2 separate regions of the Capra hircus genome follow, and region 1 is linked to region 2. Evidence: chromatin contacts called from public Hi-C data. All regions are on one chromosome and are shown on one strand. The core of a region is the stretch at or near the end of the contact, and the rest is flanking DNA. Distances in the headings are between cores, read along the strand shown.

Evidence for each region. A called contact is a pair of places that touch in the nucleus more often than the background predicts.
Region 1: a Hi-C map of liver shows a contact between it and region 2, with 5 times the contacts expected there. The contact joins two enhancer-like sites. A contact is called at or near these places in 2 of 5 Hi-C or Micro-C datasets (blood and liver).

Annotation. Positions count from the first base shown.
Region 1 is chr24:7,238,590-7,241,289 of ARS1.2, reverse strand. It overlaps RTTN (rotatin), which reads right to left. Exons shown (of 49, transcript XM_013974306.2): 6 at 1,758-1,872; 7 at 655-805. Among named protein-coding and RNA genes, the nearest start is that of RTTN, 7.8 kb to the right of the region's middle. Within about 2 kb of position 1,344, at least 1 of the 5 cell types and tissues checked has an H3K27ac peak or open chromatin away from gene starts, as enhancers often do.
Region 2 is chr24:7,057,112-7,059,811 of ARS1.2, reverse strand. No RefSeq gene overlaps it. Among named protein-coding and RNA genes, the nearest start is that of SOCS6, 110 kb to the left of the region's middle. Within about 2 kb of position 1,426, at least 1 of the 5 cell types and tissues checked has an H3K27ac peak or open chromatin away from gene starts, as enhancers often do.

The DNA.
Region 1 (2,700 bases), core at 95-2,594, 180 kb before region 2:
CAGACACAGCCAAACAAACAGAAATACAGCTACGACCAGACACAGCCAAACAAACAGACAAAAATACAGCTACAACCAGACACAGCCAAACAAATAAAGCTACAACCAGACACAGCCAAACAAACAGAAATACAGCTACGACCAGACACAGCCAGACAGACAGACAGAAATACAGCTACAACCAGACACAGCCAAACAAACAGAAATACAGCTACGACCAGACACAGCCAAACAGACAGACAGAAATACAGCTACAACCAGACACAGCCAAACAACACACACAAATACAGCTACAACCAGACACAGCCAAACAAATACAGCTACAACCAGACACAGCCAAACAGAAATACAGCTACAACCAGACACAGCCAAACAAACAGAAATACAGCTACGACCAGACACAGCCAAACAAACAAATTTTTTTTTAAAAGTTAATGAGTTCATTCTGTTTAAAGAAAAAAAAGAGGATGGGCTCATGAGTTCTTCCGTCATTAACACGCTGTTTTCAAAGATTGATTTGATAAACACTCAGGATGGGGCATTTCCGCTGTGAAAATGTACACATACAGTAAGCCTGACAGTAAGTACAATGGGGAGTTCTTGGAAGAATCTACAAACACCACCAGTGCACAAGGAATAAACAAACAGAAATACCTTGTTTATTAGAGAAGAAACTTGGATCTCTGTGGAAATTGAGTCTGTTTCTTAAACACGTGCACAGCTGCTGCAGGCAGGACACTGACTGTAATGCCAGACGATGCTTCCCGTCTCCTCCAAAGGCCAGTTTCAACAGAGATAAAAGGCTCTGAAACGAAGAGTGAGGAAAACGACCATGGGAACAAAGTGCTCGACTGCAAAGACGGACACAAAGCTTACTCAAGGTTAAATGGACAATCAAAGAAATCACAATAAGGTGCCAAATATTTATAAGAGAGAAGCAGCAGAAATGTGTAAAAATGACAGCGTACTGCTGGAAGACGGGTCGAAGAACTAATTTAAAGGAACAGTCAGCGTTTCTCATATCTGAACTGTTAGTTGAGTACCTATCCCGAAGAACACAGGAAAACAGTCAACATTCGAGACATTGTTACAGAATATTTTTTTTTTAAGTACAGCAAGCCTTTTTCATATCAAACAGCCAAATCATTTGGCATGTTTTGATGATTAACAGCTGTTCCTCTGCTATCACTTGGAGCTGGGACAGCATGTATTCACAGCCGCCACTCGCAGCACCCATCTCAGCCTGGTAACTGCAGAGCAAGGGTGCCGGGCCTGACCGGACGCTGTGGACAGGCTGCAGCCCAGCGCAGGCTCCAGCATCTCTGCTGCACATGTGTGCGGCAGGCTGCAGCCTGGCGCCTAGAAGGCAGCCACACCGCTCACCTCTGCCGTTCCCACAGCAGCCGGCACTGCGCATTCGAACCCACATGCTCAGAGTGATACGAGTCTCGCTGATCAGACTGGTCACGGCCGCCCAACGTCAGTGCCCCATGTCTGTCCTCCCCATCAAGTGACCCATCAATGGTGAGGCCAAGGTGGCCAAACTGGACTGAGTGTGCCAAATGAGACCACCTCCCATCAGGAGGACAACCTCTGTCCAAGTAAGTTAGAGAATAATGGGTCTGAAAAGTCCGGCAGTTCATTATCTAAACATGAGAGTGTACATTTGCCTCCCGAGGACTCCTACTTTGCACAATGTGTTTCACTGCAAAAAGTCCCCTATTTCAAAATCTAAAATAATTACAGAGGAAACGCACCTGAACAATTTTTGGCCTTTGAAGGAATATCTCAGCAGGAAAATCTTGCATGATAACATCTTTCAACAGTTCACAGGAGTTCCAGATTACAGTGTGGTTACTACTTCTTAAAGAGCTGCAAAATATACAAAATACAGTCCTTATTTTTTAAAAATGTTTATCCATGCCAGATTCTACGGAACCAGGCGGCATAATGACCCTATCAGAACCCTTCAGGTCTCGGCTGACACATCGTCCCCTGGGAAACCTTCCCAGCTCTCCTCACTAACCAATGAGCAAGCCTGGGTGAGGTGTTCTTTCACGTGCCCGGAATTTGTGCTGCAGTTACTGCCTGTCGACTTTGCAGGCCCCTGGGCCCTCCTCAGGAGCAGGGACATCACAGTGCCCACCACTGTGTGCCCAGGGACCATCACGATGCCATGAAATGAGGTCAGTGAAATCTGCTAAATGAATTAGGAAATAAAACAGAGGAAATCATAGTAGATTCAGAATTAAATTCTAGGCATTAGATTCCTTACTGCTCTTCCCTACTTGATGGGAATCAAGCTGGCACTCCTCTCTTGTCCCATGAAGACCACACCCCTAAACTTCTCTGACAGCACTTGCCTCCCCAGCAAGGCAGCAGTTGTTCACCTCTCACCCCAAGAAACCAAACCACTCTCAGTCCAGCTCCAAGCCACCATTCACCACCCACACGCGCCCCAAGACCATATCCTTCCTTAGCAACCAACGCAGAACTGAGAGATCAATGCCACTCGGGCCCAACCCCAGCTGCATGCAACCTCTTCAGCATGTTTTTCCAAAAAAATTCACTGCAGGCCTGGAATGGCCATCATCAGAAGTCACTTAATAGCATCCCCCTATTTGGTCCAAACTCTAGAAGTTGATCTTTATTTTTCAGACTCTCACCAAAACAAGGCAGACAACGCATTTGGTGTGACAT
Region 2 (2,700 bases), core at 177-2,676:
GCAGTGTGGTTAATAAGGCAGGTTTTGGGAGGAGGGGGTCTTATGTCCACCACTCATTCTCCAGCTTTTCAGAGAATAACATACTGTGCTTGAGACGGGGAGAATGGTGGAGCAAACGTGATTAACATGTCAATAGTTGGGAATCTCCTTGAGGACTGTGTGGGTATTCTTTGTGTAAGCTTTTGTGTAAGGCTGAAATTATCTCAAAAGGAAGAGAGAAAAAAAAAATAGCTATTTGAAATCATATGTTTGCATCTTACTTGACTGGTAGCCAGATGAATGAGTTACCAGACCAAAATAAAGTTCTCTCTCCTCTCCCTCAAGGAAGTGCTAATTATGTTGTCGGCTAAGCCTGATTCCAAACTCTTGAGAGTTTCTGATCTGCATGGTCAGGGGTGTTTCTGCTGCTCACCTGCAGCTGGAGCACCCCCCCCCCAACCCCTCCCTGACCTCGATCCCTCATCCTGAATGAGTGGAGCGTCATCCTGAAGTTTGTTCTATATCAACCAGGGACAAGGACAGAGATTTTGCTTGACCAGCAAGGTCTGAAGTGGGTGCATTCACAGACCCGGGGCGCAGTCCCCTGGGGAAAGGTCAGCTTTGACAAACAAGGTTTTAATGACACATTTGCTTGATGGACCAGCGCCGGGGCTGGATCGTGTTCCAAGGACTGGTCAGAACTTTTTGACTCTGTAACAAACCACTATATTTTATTGTATTATTATATAATTATATATTTATATATATAATATATATATTGTATTATTATATAATTGTATATTTATATATAATATATATATTATATTATTATATTTTTATGAAGAGTGAAAGATAAACATTGCAACAGCTCTCTGCAAACGTGGACTATGTGTTCAGTTAAACAAAACTGGCTTTGCTATCATTTGCCTTACACTACTACTGGTCTGCAAGATGTTCCTCCTATTGCAAATGAAGGACTCTGGGATTGGCTTTAGGAGGTCACAGCCTGCCCCTAAGTTGTGGTCCAGCTAGAATTCAAGCATTTCTGCCAGACCCAGGGGAGCATCCTTTCTGATAGGCAGCGTCAGAAAATAAGGGAGAGGAGATTAGAGGTAAATTTGGTGTGACAGAAACACCCGAGATTCATACGTAGAAGAGAGAACTGCTCTTGGAGCTGCTGGGGTCATTCAGCGCTGGTTCTCATCCCCTTAACCTTGGGTCCTCTCCTGTCTCTTCGACACACACCCTCCATCAGGTGCGGTCCTCAAGGCTGGGGACTAAAGACAGAAACGGCTAATTTTACAAATCTAGGGATGGCATCCGGAGCACAAGGAAGCTCTTCGGGGAGCCAACAGAGAAGCGTGACCTGGAGGGGCGTGTGCGTGTTCCGTGCACGTGCTTCCTGTGTCATGGGATAGCACCGCCCAGCACAGCCTGTGTGTCCTGGGGGCCCAGTCCTGAGACCTCAGTGATGCTACCGAGACCCCAGGCAGGCAGTGACTTAGGCTCGGGAAGGACCCCACACAACGGGTGCTGGCACCAGTGGACGAGGGTCCATGGGGTCCCAAAGAGTCAGACATGACTGAGCAATTTCACTTCACTTTATCTAATATTTATTAAAGCAGTGCAGAGATTCGGAAGCTGGGGTGCCCATCAGAATCACCTAGAGAATTGTGAAAATACATATGCCTTGACCCCGTCCTAAGTCAGATTTCAGGACTTGGGATGAGAGCAAAATAAGTATGGGGCTTCCTTGGTAGCTCAGATGGTAAAGAATATGCCTGCAATGCAGGATACCTGGGTTCAATCCTTGGGTTAGGAAGATTCCCCTGGAGAAGGGAATGGCTACCCACTCCTCTATTCTTGTCTGGAGACTCCCAGGGATAGAGGAGTCCACCAGGTTACAGTCAGTCAGACATGACTGAGCAAAAATAATAATAATAATTTTAAGGAGATTTTAGCATTCATTTCGTTATTGAGTACTCACAATAAGCGTGTAATCCTATTACCCAATATAAAATGTATAATTATAATTGTATGATACTTCTATCTACTTGAAGCCTACAGTTATGGTAAAATTTAACACATGAATCATAAAAGGAAATTATAACTGATTATAACACCATCTTGCATTTTGTTACACTTTTTATTTTTGCAGGGCCCTTTTGGCTTCCCTGGTGGCTCAGCTGGTAAAGAATATGCCTGCAATGCAAAAGACCACAGTTCAATTCCTGGGTGGGAAAGATTCGCTGGAGAAGGGATAGGCTACCCACTCCAGTATTCCTGGGCTTCCCTTGTGGCTCAGCTGGTAAAGAATCTGCCTGCAATGCAGGAGACCTGGATTTGCCCCCTGGGTTGGAAAGATCCCCTGAAGAAGGGAAAGGCTACTCACTCCAGTATTCAGGCCTAGAGAATTCCATGGACTGTATAGCCCGTGGGGTCGAAAGGAGTTGGACACACTGAGCGACTTTCATTTTCACTTTGCAACCATCATCCTGATTTGTTCCTACAACAGTAAGCGGCTTGAAGAGTCCTTGGGCTGCTCCTTGGAAAAGAGACAACGGAAGGAGAAGGTACTGACGCGGAGAGAGCCTCACTGGAACAGATGCAGGTAATTTGTGCCACGCTTGAACATGGGCATCCAGACATACCTCTGGCATTTGGCCCAGTAACTACTTGTCTGTTTGTGCTAAACTCTTTTTCTCTTTTACGGGAAAATTG